2 separate regions of the Mus musculus genome follow, and region 2 is linked to region 1. Evidence: chromatin contacts called from public promoter capture Hi-C data. All regions are on one chromosome and are shown on one strand. Each heading gives the region's core, a stretch centred on a gene start, on an enhancer-like site or on the middle of the called end of the contact. The rest is flanking DNA. Distances are from core to core; before and after follow the strand shown.

The links. Promoter capture Hi-C pulls out the DNA fragments that hold promoters and counts their contacts.
Region 2: a promoter capture Hi-C map of macrophages shows a contact between it and region 1, with 5 read pairs. The contact joins the promoter of Il1rl2 here to the enhancer-like site in region 1. A contact is called at or near these places in 2 of 39 promoter capture datasets (the SN4741 cell line and macrophages), 2 of 484 Hi-C or Micro-C datasets (the 3T3-L1 cell line and cerebral cortex), 1 of 115 datasets of contacts at active chromatin or transcription factors (pancreatic cancer cells) and 3 of 9 other capture datasets (adipose tissue, liver and pancreatic islet).

What each region holds. Positions count from the first base shown.
Region 1 is chr1:40,237,806-40,244,742 of GRCm38.p6, reverse strand. It overlaps a transcript of Il1r1 not described here. Among named protein-coding and RNA genes, the nearest start is that of Il1r1, 25 kb to the left of the region's middle. Within about 2 kb of position 4,117, at least 30 of the 459 cell types and tissues checked have an H3K27ac peak or open chromatin away from gene starts, as enhancers often do. A contact at or near this core is called in macrophages, where this site is marked.
Region 2 is chr1:40,321,461-40,328,397 of GRCm38.p6, reverse strand. Il1rl2 (interleukin 1 receptor-like 2) reads right to left here and starts at 3,809. Exons shown (of 11, transcript NM_001356478.1): 1 at 3,649-3,809; 2 at 1,840-1,909; 3 at 792-1,026. The coding sequence starts at 1,903.

The sequences.
Region 1 (6,937 bases), core at 2,868-5,367:
TGAAAGCTCTAGAACAAAAAGAAGCAAATATACTCAAGAGGAGTAGATGGCAGGAAATAACCAAACTTGGGGCTGAAATCAACTAAATAGAAACAAAAAGAACTATACAAAGAATCAGCAAAACCAGGAGCTGGTTCTTTGAGAAAATCAACAAGATAGATAAACCTGTAGCTAGACCAACCAGAGGGCAAAGAGACATATCCAAATTAATAAAAATCAGTAATGAAAAGGGAGACAAAACAATAAAATATACCTTAAAATAATTATTATTTGTTGAATATTAACAGTTGAAAATATTAAAATCCTGTTCTACAAACAAACAAACAAACAAAAAAGTCCTTTCACTTTAAGCACCACTTAGGGTTATGGGCTGATGCAGCTAGATGAGTACTGAAATTATTTCGTTCAATGCATGGGACAGTGAATAAAAGATATGACACCCAGGGGAGACTTTTGGGGTTGAGCTGTTCTATACAATTTGCCCATGTCAGTTTGCACAGGGAAACCACAGCAGAACTCCCACACAGAGCAATGAGCACAAGAATCCTTTATAGAAAGCAAAATGGTTATTATACACAGCTGGGCAGGGGGAGGTGATGGGATGTGGGTCAAAGGATATATATATATATATATATATATATATATATATATATATATATATATATAAACTTGCACACAGAGATACAACATGGCAACTGTATTAGCTACTTTTTTTTATTACTGTGACACAATAGTCAATAGAAGCAAATTAAGGGAGTGTATGTGGGTGATAGAATCAGAGAATGTTCAGTCCATTCTGATGGGAAACACATGGCTATACTGGGGGAGGGGGAGAGCTGCTCCAGAAAAGGGGGTTTTGCCTGTCTGCTGCCTTGTAATGTTGGGCTATTTGCTATAGAAACCAAACTGTCGTTTCTTTGAGCTGCCAAAATTGAGAGAACACATTTGTGCAGTCATAAACTTCAAAGGCAAGGTTTTAATGACCTACTTCAACCAGCCAAAAGCTGCAGTACCTTTAAACTAGTACTGGAAGAGAGATGGTTCAGTGGGCAAAGTACTTGCTGGGCAAGTCTAAGTGAGTGCCTGGTCCAAACCGCAACACTCATGTGAAAGCCAGATACGGAGTCACAAAACCCCAGTGTTGAAGGAACAAAGAAGGGTAAAGACAAAGCATTAGCCAACTGGTCTACCCAAAATGGCAAGTTCTAGGTTCAGTGAGAGGGCATGTCTCAAAAACTAAAGCAGAGAGTGATAGAGGAAGACACATCACATCCACCTCTGGCTTCTAAACATGCCTGCATGGGTGAATACTTTCACTCTCACACACATGCAAACATATGCACCTCACATGTGCATATGCACATTAAATATTTAAAAATTGATAATTAGCAAAATAACCTCACAAATTATAGCCTTAAAACATGAGCTTGTGGGTGACTATCTGGATTGAAATCACGAGTGACATTGCTGTGCACATTTGTTGGTTATAAATGTTCTGCCCATAGTCAAAAAAAAAAAAATGATAGCTCATATAAAGTGATATGCCAAGTGACCAAGTGACATGATTTCAGGGCTCATTCAACAATAAATGAATTCATCATATCACCACAATATCTTTCTTTAAAAGATACAGCTTTTATTTGCCAATCATATCTCAATGCAGCTAAGAAATTAAAATAAATAAGATCTACCTATTCAACCAAATGCTAACAGCCTGGGTTTGTTATGCAATTTCCATGAAGTCTCTTCAAACTAAATCCCTGTTTGGTAGAGAAAGCCATCTGGCACCCGGCTTGCCACATATTTCCCAGTATATTAACTGAATGTGAAATCTCTCTGAGACCATGTCACTGAGTTGCAATCCAGAAGTTAATCTCATGCACTTAAGATAGGTTAAACAATAACCTACAGACAGCACATGTCTTCTCTGGGTTTTTTGGCTCTGATTTCACTATGGTTTCCACAGTGAGTAGCCAGGCTTTACCAGGCAGCACAGAGTGTTTTAAAAGGAAAACTACCCACAGACAAAGGAGTGTTTGTGAAGTCCAGTAGGAGCTTATCTTTTAACTGTATTTAAATTCTCCAAAGAAAGGTATCACTTATAATAATGTCAGCATGGAAATTTTATCCTAAGCATCCCTTACATACTTAAATTTCTATTTGCAGAGTTGGCTCTATTTTATTTTGACAAAGTTAGATGCATGTGTAAAATAGTTTGTTTTGTTTTTGTTTTGTTCTGCGTGTCCATATCCAGTGTGACCAGATGCATGGAGATGTTCATCCTACTGCAAGGATTTCTCAGACGCCAGCTGGGTGTTCTACAATTCAGTTCAGTTCTGACACTGACAAATGTTAATAATGACTCCATAATCAGAGGGCTTGGTCTCAAAAGCAGCCTTCTCTGCTGCAAATGCCAACTTCCAGAGCAAGGTTGTCACCCTCCTCTGCCCCAAGTCAAGGACCCTACAACTTCTCATATTCTATACTTTGCTAGGATAACTTCAGAACACAGGAGAACTTTTCAGTGAGATCTCATACGATAGAGGATGACAACGGACACATACGCAGGCCAGTGCTGAGACACAGAGGTATATGGGAAGGGGCTTCAAGAGTCCATGTCAGGCAGGCTTCCTATGACATGCTCAACACCCAGACTCTCCCAACCCTAGCTCATGAATATTCATAGAATCATCACCTCTTGGGGATGACCAATCAGCCTCCCCTTGCCAACGATGGGGAGCAGGCTGAATGTCTCAAATTTCTTAATATGTCTTGATCTTGGTGGGGACCAGCCCCCACTTTTAAGTAGAATGAAGGTGTCTGCCTATGTCTCCTAAAATAAAGATGTTTCCCTCTGCCAGAAAAGTCTAAGATGTTGAAATGTTGACCAATGCTATGTACAGGGAGAAACTGTATTAATGTGTACTTGTGCATATGTAGAGATATAGAGGAATTTCTTTGGTAGACATGATATGTGCATTCTGGTCTGATCTTGATAAGAAACTTCAGGGGGTAACCACTCTGGTAGTTTTCCAAGGTCTTAATAAAAGAGGCTGACTCTTGAAACAAGTGCTTGCCTGGAAGGTGGGACTGAGTAAATGTTTTCTGCCCCGCAATTTCCACACTCAAAGGCTGTTTCAGAGAAATCCATATAACGTGTTCCTAGGGGGACTTTCCAGGCTTGGAATAAAACCTAAATTAATCTAAATATATTATTAAGTATGGAACATTCAGGGCAATCAGGGATGGCAGGTCACAAGTGCCTCTTTGGGCCATTAATAACTGTCAACAACAGTTTCATGATCCAGGAAATCCAAAGAAATTCGACAGTGCATCTATTTTATTTTGTGATGTCAACAAAAGAGCCAAGCACTAACTGCTCCTGGGTGAATATCCCTTCAACTGCCTGAAATTTTTGTTGGAGAAGCCTGAGGAGATGGCCAGTGCTGCCCAGTGTGCCTGCTCAGTCTTACCCAATTCTTCATCTGATCATGGGAATAACAACGTCTATCCTAAGTGAAGGCAAAAATATAAATGGAATGCTGGCCGTGGTAGATATTAATTACATAGTAAGTGCTTTTGGGGGGGTTCTTATATGGTTACCTCAAAGACTGGCAGGGAAGGTGCTATGATCTGAGGGGTGCTCTAACTAGGAAAAAAAATGACTATTTATCCAAAACTGGTCACAGAGCTTGATGAGAAAACAAGGAGTTAATGGGGACTAGGGAGGCTCAAGCAAGCACAGGGACCAAAATTTCATCTCGAAACCCATGAAAAAAAAAAAAAACCTTGACACAGTCATGGGAATTCCTAGCCTGGAGATGAGGAGTCAGCTAGAAGCTCTCTGCTCCACAAGCCTGCCCAGGGAGTAGTTATGGCATAGTATTGCCCAATATTTGAAACTGACACATTATAACTATAGCCTTCCAAGAGGAGAAAATACCTAAGACTCTTCAGTATTTTGTTTCCTTACGTAGATCGATTCTTTGTGTGGTGAAACGCCACCTTTTTAACATGATTTCTTTTTCTTCCTCATTTCTATGAGATTCTTTCAAGTCCAGCCAAATGAGTGTCACAAGGGAATTATGAATTGACAGCAGAGCACAAGGAAGCAGAAGTGAGAAGCTATCCACATGCAAATTATGCACCGAAAATGTCATAATCCCCAAGACCAATCAGACCAACAACATGATTCACCCTTTCGTTACCAATGGAGAGCAGCAAACCCGGGCAGGAGAGGGGGTTCCAGAACCCTCTTTGTTTTCTTGTATCCTTTACCACTTCTAAACAATGTCACGTGATCAATAACCAGATCTAGCTAGAGAGAGAGAGAGACCGCAGCTATAAGAAAACCTCTCTTTCTCTACTCCCCTTTGCCACCCAAGCACTTTCTTATAATTAAAATCTTCACAATATATTGAGAAACATTTAAAAGTTAAAACAAATCACTTTCTGTTTATGCCCAAATCTGACCAACTCTTATTCTTTTTTCCCCTTATATCTAGAAAATAAAATAAAATAATAGTCATTGCCATATTTCCCAAAGACTCAACAGCCCAGCACTGTTCAATCCTTTTGGGACAAACAAACCAACCACCTCCAAATCACTTTGCTTTCTGTCTTCAGGGGTTTGCTGCCATTGCTAGCAACACCAAGATGATACTGGGGCAAAACAAGGCCTTTCTGCTTCGGAGGAGTACACTTAAGAGCATAGGATGTGTTAGAGGCTAGAGAAAATGAGAGATGAGGAGATGGGAGGGGCTGTCCAGCACTGAAAGCCAAACCATACACCCACCCTGTCGATGCAATGCTGAGGCTATCCCAACTGTGTAACCAACATGGGCTTCTTTTTTCTCCCATTGAAGTGAAACAAAACCCTCCAATTCTCCTAGCAACCCAGATTAGCTGAATAACTACTGTTGAGCAAATTCCACTTGAACTTCATCTCAGTCTCCAAAGTTGAAGCCTACCACCCTGAGCTCTCTCTGCCTCCCAGGCAGCTCAGACAACTGATCTAGCATGCTAGGCTTGCTGACTCTTTCTCTTTACCCTTCTGCTTTAAAATATATGTATCACTCTGTCTTAGTCAGGGTTTCAATTCCTGCACAAACATCATGACCAAGAAGCAAGTTGGGGAAGAAAGGGCTTATTCGGCTTACATTTCCATACTGCTGTTGATCACCAAAGGATGCAGGACTAGAACTCAAGCAGGTCAGAAAGCAGGAGCTGATGCAGAGGCCATGGAGGAATGTTCTTTTCTGGCTTGCTCAGCCTGCTCTCTTATAGAACCCAAGACTACCAGCCCAGAGATGGTCCCACCCACAAGGGGCCTTTCCCCCTTGATCACTAATTGAGAAAATGCCTTACAGTTAGATCTCATGGAGGCATTTCCTCAATTGAAGCTCCTTTCTCTGTGATAAGTCCAGCTGTGTCAAGTTGACACAAAACTAGCCAGTACAATTGACCCCTTGTCAACTTGACACACAAAACCATCACTAGTAAGCCTCAACCCTTACAATCTTATTCATCCCCAAGATCTAAATAACTTTAAAAGTCCCACAGTCTTTACATATTCTTAAAAATATCCATCTCTTTTAAAATCCAAAGTCTTTTTACAATTAAAAGTCTCTTAACTGTGGGCTCCACTAAAACAGTTTCTTCCTTCAAGAGGGAAAATATCAGGGCACAGTCACAATCAAAAGCAAAAGTCAATCTCCAACCGTCCAATGTCTGGGATCCAACTCACGATCTTCTGGGCTCCTCCAAGGGCTTGGGTCACTTCTCCAGCCAGGCCCTTTGTAGCACATGCGTCGTCCTCTAGGCTCCAGATGCCTGTACTCCACTGCTGCTGCTGCTCTTGGTGGTCATCTCATGGTACTGGCATCTCCAAAACACTGCATGACCCCTTCAATCCTGGGTCTTTAATTGCAACCAAGGTTGCACCTTCACCAATGGCCTTCCATGGCCTCTCACCGTGCCGAGCCTCAGCTGCTTTGCATGACCCCTTCATGCCTTCAAATCCAGTACCACCTGGGTGACCCTTACATATTACCAAGTCCCGCTGCAGCAGGAGTACAACCTTGGCCATCTCTGGAACACAGCCTCTTTGTGCTTTCAGAAAACACTTCCCAGAAGATGTCACCTCAATGATGCTGGTCTCTTCTTAATCCCCGCTAATTTCTTAGCTCCAGCTAACCAGCATCAATAGTCCCAGTAATGCAAAGTTTTTGCTTTGGTAGTTCTGGTATCTTGTTAATCACAGCTGATTCATCAGCCCCAGCTAACCAGAACTACAGAAACTTCACAATCAAAACAGCAATGGCCCCGAAAAGAGTCTTTAATTTTGCCTCTGAAATTTCACAAACCAGACCTCCATCTTCTGCAGTGTTCTCAACATTATCTTCCAAGCTCCTACACAACATCCGACAGACCTCTTAACAACGGATGGATCTTCAAGCCCAAAGTTCCAAAGTCCTTCCACAGTCCTCCCCAAAACATGGTCAGGTTGTCACAGGAATACCCCACTCTGCTGGTACCAATTTGTCTTAGTCAGGGTTTCTATTCCTGCACAAACATCATGACCAAGAAGCAAGTTGGGGAGGAAAGGGCTTATTCGGCTTACATTTCCATACTGCTGTTGATCACCAAAGGATGCAGGACTAGAACTCAAGCAGGTCAGAAAGCAGGAGCTGATGCAGAGGCCATGGAGGAATGTTCTTTTCTGGCTTGCTCAGCCTGCTCTCTTATAGAACCCAAGACTACCAGCCCACACTGGTCACACTCTGTCTTCTCTCCCCCTCCTTTGTGCCTCTCTCTCCTTCATCCTGTCTCTTCATCTCCCTCTTCACCACCTCTTCGTACATGCACGTGGAGGTCAAACAGTCACCTTGGGTGTCAATCTTTTCTTCACCTTGCTTATGGAAGGGTCTCCTGTTGC
Region 2 (6,937 bases), core at 2,560-5,059, 84 kb before region 1:
GGTGGGTTTTATTGAACTCTTGAAAATCTTTACAAACTGAAAAGGAAAAGAGAAGGGAAGGGAGAGAACTAGGGAGAGACAAGCAGAGCAAGACAGAGACAGGGAAAGAGACAGACAGACAGACAGACAGAGACAGACTGGGGACAGGAAGAAGTGCCTTTGGTGGGGCACGTATTTTCTAGCAGACTCTAGTACTCTCCAAGCAAAATTGTCTTCCATGGAAATAGTTCAGTAGTCCACTGCCACTCAAAAACATTACCTCTGGCACATGGATTCATGTAGACACTAGAACATCTCCCAGATTTGCTAGCTTTCAAATGTCTGCCTTAAGCTGATTCCTTATCAGATGTGTTTGAATGATCTAGTTGGGTCTGGATCAGCCAGTTTTCCAAAACCATTAGCCATCTTCGGAAATGGCAGCAATCTCATTGATAAAACACCTCTCTCTGTAAGCTGGTCTGGGCTAAAACTTCAATGAAGAAGATGGTGCAATCTGTGCTCCAAAAGTTATTTCTAAAGCTGTTCTGCTTTCAAAAGTGCTCACTGGACGTCATCTCCTGCCAGTTCAAGGCTGCCCTGCATTTGTGTAGCAGCTGGTTGTGGTGTGTAGCGGCTGGTTGTGGTGGTTCACACCTGTCCTTTCAGTACTTTAGAAAGCAGTTGGAAACTTGTCTAGGCTATATAACAAGTCTCCAAAATAAAGGCCAATAATACCCATTTTCTTAAAAAGTTGTCTTTAGAAATGGAGAGGGAGACTTGGGAATTAGTTCCACTTTAAATGAAGGACTTACCTTATAACACACTGATAGATACCGGAGTCCTCCAGTGTCAATGGAAGAAACAAGATCCAGGTCTGGTCCTGGTGAACTCTAAGGTGTCTGTTGTTAGATACTGGGCTTTTGCTAGGTGTTTTGTACCATGTCAGATTTACTGCCCCGTTTGTTTCTGGCGGGTATGTGCAGTTGAAAGGAAAAGGCTGGCCCTCTGAAATTATCACATTGTGCATAAAAATGTCCTCACACGTATCTGGGGAAGGAAAGGAAAACAATAAAATAAAATAAAATAAAATAAAATAAAATAAAATAAAGGCAGAAAACTGGAGTCATTATTCTTTTTAGGGAATATTTTGCTCTGGTCAATGTGAAATTGCATTTAGGAGTTTGTTTATTTGGGGTGTTTCCCCAAACTAGCCCAGTCATTTAGAAGCATAATGCTAAGACCTTCAAATGTATAGTGAGGACAAGGCTTCCCCAGGACCCTCCACAGAACCACGGCCCCTGTGTCTGTATCTGTTCACTCTTCTGCCCTTAGTCTCTGTCTCAACATAGAACCAACCTGGTCGTTTTCCTGCCTATACTTGCAGTCAGATGTATCCTCGTTCCACAGTGCTTGGTTCTAAAGACAGCTTCCCTTTAAAGCCCATTTCTACCAAGTTGGGTTTTCTTAGAAACTTGTACTCTCTGGTAGTTTTGGACCATAAAATAGCCCTTTATATGAAATAGATGACACTAGTAGCCCATCTGTTTAAGCATTGGAACTGAGTCCACTCGAGTGTTTGAGGACTTCTCTGTATCACCTGTTAGTCCAAAGTTCCAAGGTGACATTTGGGGGTTGAGCCTCCAAGAAGTTGGGAATGAACTTTTCCTATCCCTCCCTCCCCGCTCCCTTTTTGACCGGCCTGCCAGATTATCTGGTGGAAAGAGTGACTAGCAAGGTTGGGGCTTAGTTGATGCCCCTGCAAGTGGGTGAGTCAGGGGCACGGAGATGAATGACAAAGGATGCTGCTGGCAAGGCAACAGGTCTCTGGGATACAAGGACTCACAGACCCGCAGAACTTACCTGCTGCCACGAAAAGCAGAAGCAGGAAAAACACCCCACAGAAGAGCAAAGATGTAACCCCCATCTCAGGCTACAAAGGAAAAGAGAGGACAATGGTAGAAGTAAGGGATGCAGTGAGGCTGGTACCTTCCCGCACACAATTTTAGAGAATCCAGAATGTCAGTCCCAGTTCAGGTCACTGGCCTTCCTTCCCCTCTGCATGGGGAGCCCTCCACTTGGCCTCCCTCCGTTCCAAGGCCAGCCTTTCCCCATCTCCATTACACCAGACCTTCAGAAGCCAGTAAACGCCGACTGGCCTGTGAAGGGGACTGGTGGGGAGTTGGGAGACAGGGCCAGATGTGCTGGCACTTGGATCAAGCCAGGGCCAGGAGACTGAACCCCAGCCAGAGCAGACTGTGGACCCGCCCAGCGTGCATCTGGGATCGCATGGGTCGGAGGGGCTCCCCTGTAACCCTATGTGCTCGCTGGCTGAGCGGTAAGTGCTGGCCCACCTGGAAAGGGCAAGGGAGAGCAGGAATCCCAGAGTTTGACCCAAGTCCCGGCCCACTTTCCAGGTCGGAGTCTTCTAGCCGCCCCAGTGACTATTGATCGCTAACTCCCTCCGCTCCGGCTGCCCCGGGCTTGCTCCACCTGCCTATGGGGTCTCAGAGCGCTGGGTCTCGTGGAGCAGAGCGGGAACCACTCTGGGGACCGAATCCTGGTTGGTCACCGCACTCTGCACCTTGGGCATCGCTTCTCCGCCGCGGGCGGAACAGACTCACCTTCCCCAAGTGGAGCAGGACAGAAATAATCCGTCCTTCGAAAATCGTTCAGTCTTTTTTTCCTGATCCCAGGCCAGCACGTTCATCTATCAGGAATGTCGGCTTAAATATGCTCCAGATCATCGCTAAAAATTATTATATCCTTTCCAAACACTATCTGAGCGGTTCTTACACACCCAGCACTGTCCTAAAATGGACTATTCCAGAGGTGGAAGCGCTTCTGAGAAAAGGCATTAACCCCACCCCAGCCCCGTCCTCGTGCCAGATCTTAGGTAAAGCAGACTCCCGACAGGTTGAGCACCGATACAGTCAGTCTAAACTTGCCATAAAGTAATGCTTGCTCGGACCTGTCTTCCTGCGCCAGAGACACTGGAGACCCCACTAGGCACTGAGAAGAGCAGTGGCGGCAAACGCTGTCAGACCAACAGCTTCTTAGTGGGCATCCCTCGGAGTCTTTGTGGATTAGAAACTGTAAGACTTTGAAAACAACCACAGCGTCAGTCTGACTAGCTGTCCCAGGTTCACAAAGTTAAGATGTACACGTGTCTGTCCGAGTACTGTCCCTTGGCAGAAGCACTCTGCCTTACAATTCTGGGATGATCTCTGTGTTGAGTAAGTCTGCTGATGCATGAGGAATCAATCATTAGTTCTGGATACAGAACAGATATGGGGATAGTGAGTTTTCAGGGAAAACAAAAACAAAAACCACGACGTTAAGCGGAATGAGAAACAGAAGAAACGTCCTACCTATACGGAAATTAAACAAACAGGAAGCTAAGATGTAGAAGAGAGATTACAGGGGTGGGTGGATGAAGCCGGTGAAAAGAAGCTGGGTTCAATTAGTGCGCACCAAACCCCAGTAATATATAAAATTAAGACAAAACTGATTGAAGTTTTAAAAATAAAAACACAAAACTATCACGTGTGTGCACGCAGAACCTCCCAGAGAACTACGGAAGGAACTGAGACTGTACTCACAGAGGTCTGAAGGACAATTTCAGCTTTGTTTGGAGTGGCCAGAAGAAACCCAGCTTTGGTAGAAACTTACTGACTTCAGTCTCCTCTGGTGACCCCCCTCTTCTTCTCACTTTTGTATCTTGAAGTGTGTGCCACGCAGTTGTCAAGGGCCACATAATTCCAAACAAGCTGTGTCGCGTAAGCAACAAACATCAGAAGCCATCATCTCCCAGCTTCCGGTCTCTGTCCGCCCAAACCCAAACTCCCAGTCTTCAGCTTGGTGCTTATTCTCTCCCCTCCCCCTCCCTTTGTGTGTGTCTGAGTGGTGTGTGGGGGTGGAGAGCAGAGAGGGAGAAGCAGGAAATTCCTTAAGCAATGTAAGATATTCTTACATAAGATTTCCTAGTCACTGTATAAAATTTACTATACTGTGCACTTACATAACTTACTTTTTAATAAAAGCATTATACTTGCGGGATTTAAACATTTGAGGTGTGGTCCTTCTCAATAAAGGCTTGCCCCATCCTGTGAGCATGAGCAACCGACGTGTCTCTCTCCCTTAGCCATTTTGGTTGTCCCATTTTTTTTACGTTTTGCTAATTATTATACATAATGTTGCCGCGACAATCCTGGCAATGTCTCTTACACGTCTGAGAGAAGCTCCTGGATCATTAGGTAGGTGTGCCCTCGTCTGCGTTGGCAAACCTCTGACTGATTATTCCATGACACCATTCTCTAGAGAAGGATTCTGATGCCCCATGTTCTTGCCAAATATTAAAGGCATCCGAATGTGTCCGATGGCACACTGAGTGTTGGGAAGACAGCTTAGAGACATGAGCCCTTCAACAGCTTGCCACCATGATTTTCTGGTAAATAACATTTTTTTAAAAGAGATATTCAACTATTAGGAAGCACATAAGATATGAAATACAGTTAGGAGACAGGTGGAAAGAATATGATAAGGCACAGCCTTTCTCCTGAGCAGTGGCCTGGAGCCCAACAGGTAGATGTCTGGGGCAAGAGCTCTCTCTTTCTACTTTTTACGTTTTATTTTTACTATGTTTAATTATGTGTGTGCATCTGCACTGGCTATGTGCATGTGACTGCAGGTGACCATAGGGTCCAGAAGAGGGTGTCGGCTCCCTTGGAGCTGGAATTACAGGTGTTTGTGAGTTACCTGATATGGGTTCTGGGGACCAAAGTCTGATCTTCTGCAACAGCCATTTACATCCCTACAGAATGAACCGTCAGTACAAAGTCTCTGAAGGACCGAGTTTGGGACACTCCAAAAAAAAAAACTGAAATGAAGGGAGAGTGATTGCCACACAGCAGAGGGGAGAGCTGGGTAAACTGAAGTATGGAAGTAGGTGTGGCTAGATCACATGGGGCCTGGGAACGACAATACAATGGCTGCCATTATTATAGGCAAAATTAAAAGATATTACAATGTTTAAATCAGGAAAAATATAATCTCACACTAATTCCTCCTCACCCCGGAATTGGTACCCTTACCACTAAAGACAGCCTAAAGCGCAAAGCACTAAGGGAACAGCACAGGTTTTCAAACCAGGTGCACATAGAGCTGAAGAGGAATGGCAGGGTGAAGGCATGGGGGCGGGGGAGTTGCATGGGGAAAGAGTAGATCTAATAATACACAAAGGCAGGGCAAGTCGGTGTGTGCTACTGAGCTCATGGCTGCTGTGTTCCCCTGAGACACAGAGAGTGGGGGTTAGGGCCTAGACCAGCAAGCCCTTCTTCAGTAACAGGGGAGAGAGAGAGAGAGAGAGAGAGAGAGAGAGGGAGAGAGGGAGAGAGGGAGAGAGAGAGAGAGAGAGAGAGAGAGAGAGAGAGAGAGAGAACCAGGAGATCAGAAGATAAAGAGGATAGAAGAGAGAGAAGATTTAAAAAAAAAGTTTGGGATCTGGAGGTCTTGTACAAGCTATGGCTTGAGCCAAGCAAGCTTATTTAAAAAGTACAGCATTATTTGATGTACAACTTCCAGGGGAGAAATGGGGGTGTCCAAAGAAGCTACCCGACAACGGGACAAAGTCAGCAGGAAGCTAATCAAACAGTGTTGCAAGAGAGGAACACAGGGTTTCTGGAGAATACTATATATAGGCCATGCATACAATGGCCTTGAGACTGATAACCAATAACTCCATACAGTCAGAAGAGTTGAGATCTCAGGATCTGAGGTCACAGCTCCCCCCAAGGCCCTGGCCCCAGGTCATTACCAGCTCTGACAAGGTATTTCTGATTTGGAGAGGAAGCTCTGTCCGTCTCCATATTCTAGGGCCAACAGGTAGATGTCTGGGGCAAGAGCTCTCTCTTTCTACTTTTTAAGTTTTACTTTGACTATGTTTAATTATGTGTGTTCATCTGTGTTGGCTATGTGCATGTGCGCCTTGGTTGCTCAGTCAGGCAACCTCTCCACAGATACCAGAGGAAGATACTCCCTTTGGCCTTTCTGTTTTGACCTATATGGTTATGACATAAATCTCAGCACTTTCTCAACTTCTGTCTAACATGAAATTTAGAGACCCACAAACCATACATTGGGGTAGAACCTAAAATCTGGATATGTGTTGGGTAGAGCGGCAAATACATGGGGTGCCGCCTGGTACGATAACCAGCACCACAGAGCCTCAGAAGTTAATGATTACTGTGTGATTCTTTACAGTCACAGCCACGAGTGCACACATCCAGGAGTCCTTTAGCCTGGGCTTGAAGAAACCCACTGCCTCCAAGAGCTCCCACTACAAACTAAAGTCCTATTAGCAAATCATTTCCCCTTCTAGAAAAAGGAAGCCTGGCAGTGTGGCCTCCGTCAGGAGTCTTGTTCCTCTGGGTCCATAGAAAGAGGAAGCTAGTTTTCCAGACGGCTGTCCATCTATCTAACCTCGTTATGATTCCTCGATGACACTTCTCTTCAAAACATATAACTAGAGGTAGAGGTGCAAACAGATCTTCAGGATACTCAGCCAGTAGTCAGTAGTTGATGTCTCCTGGTCTTTCCAGCCTGGCAAGCAGGAAGCCATCTGCCCTGACACTTTCCAAGTGGTGCTGGCTCCTAGTCACAGGGCCCTGGAGCTGCTGGCAAGTTCTGGTGCCAACCAGTGCTGCAACTCATTCTGCTTGTACATTAACACCCTAAATCCTTATCTACTCTTGATGCTCCTGGGGCTACCTTTTCAAACTTAACTCGGACATATGTCCTTATCAAAAATAAAAGGACTTGCATTTATTCCTCTCCAATGTCATCTGCAGAAAGAAGATGGTTAGAAAGGGTAACTAGTTATCTGGGAGTTAGAGGACCTGGCTCCTGTCTCAGCACACTTGGCCATTAATGAAGGTTGGCATGAATCGGGAGCAAAGGCAGT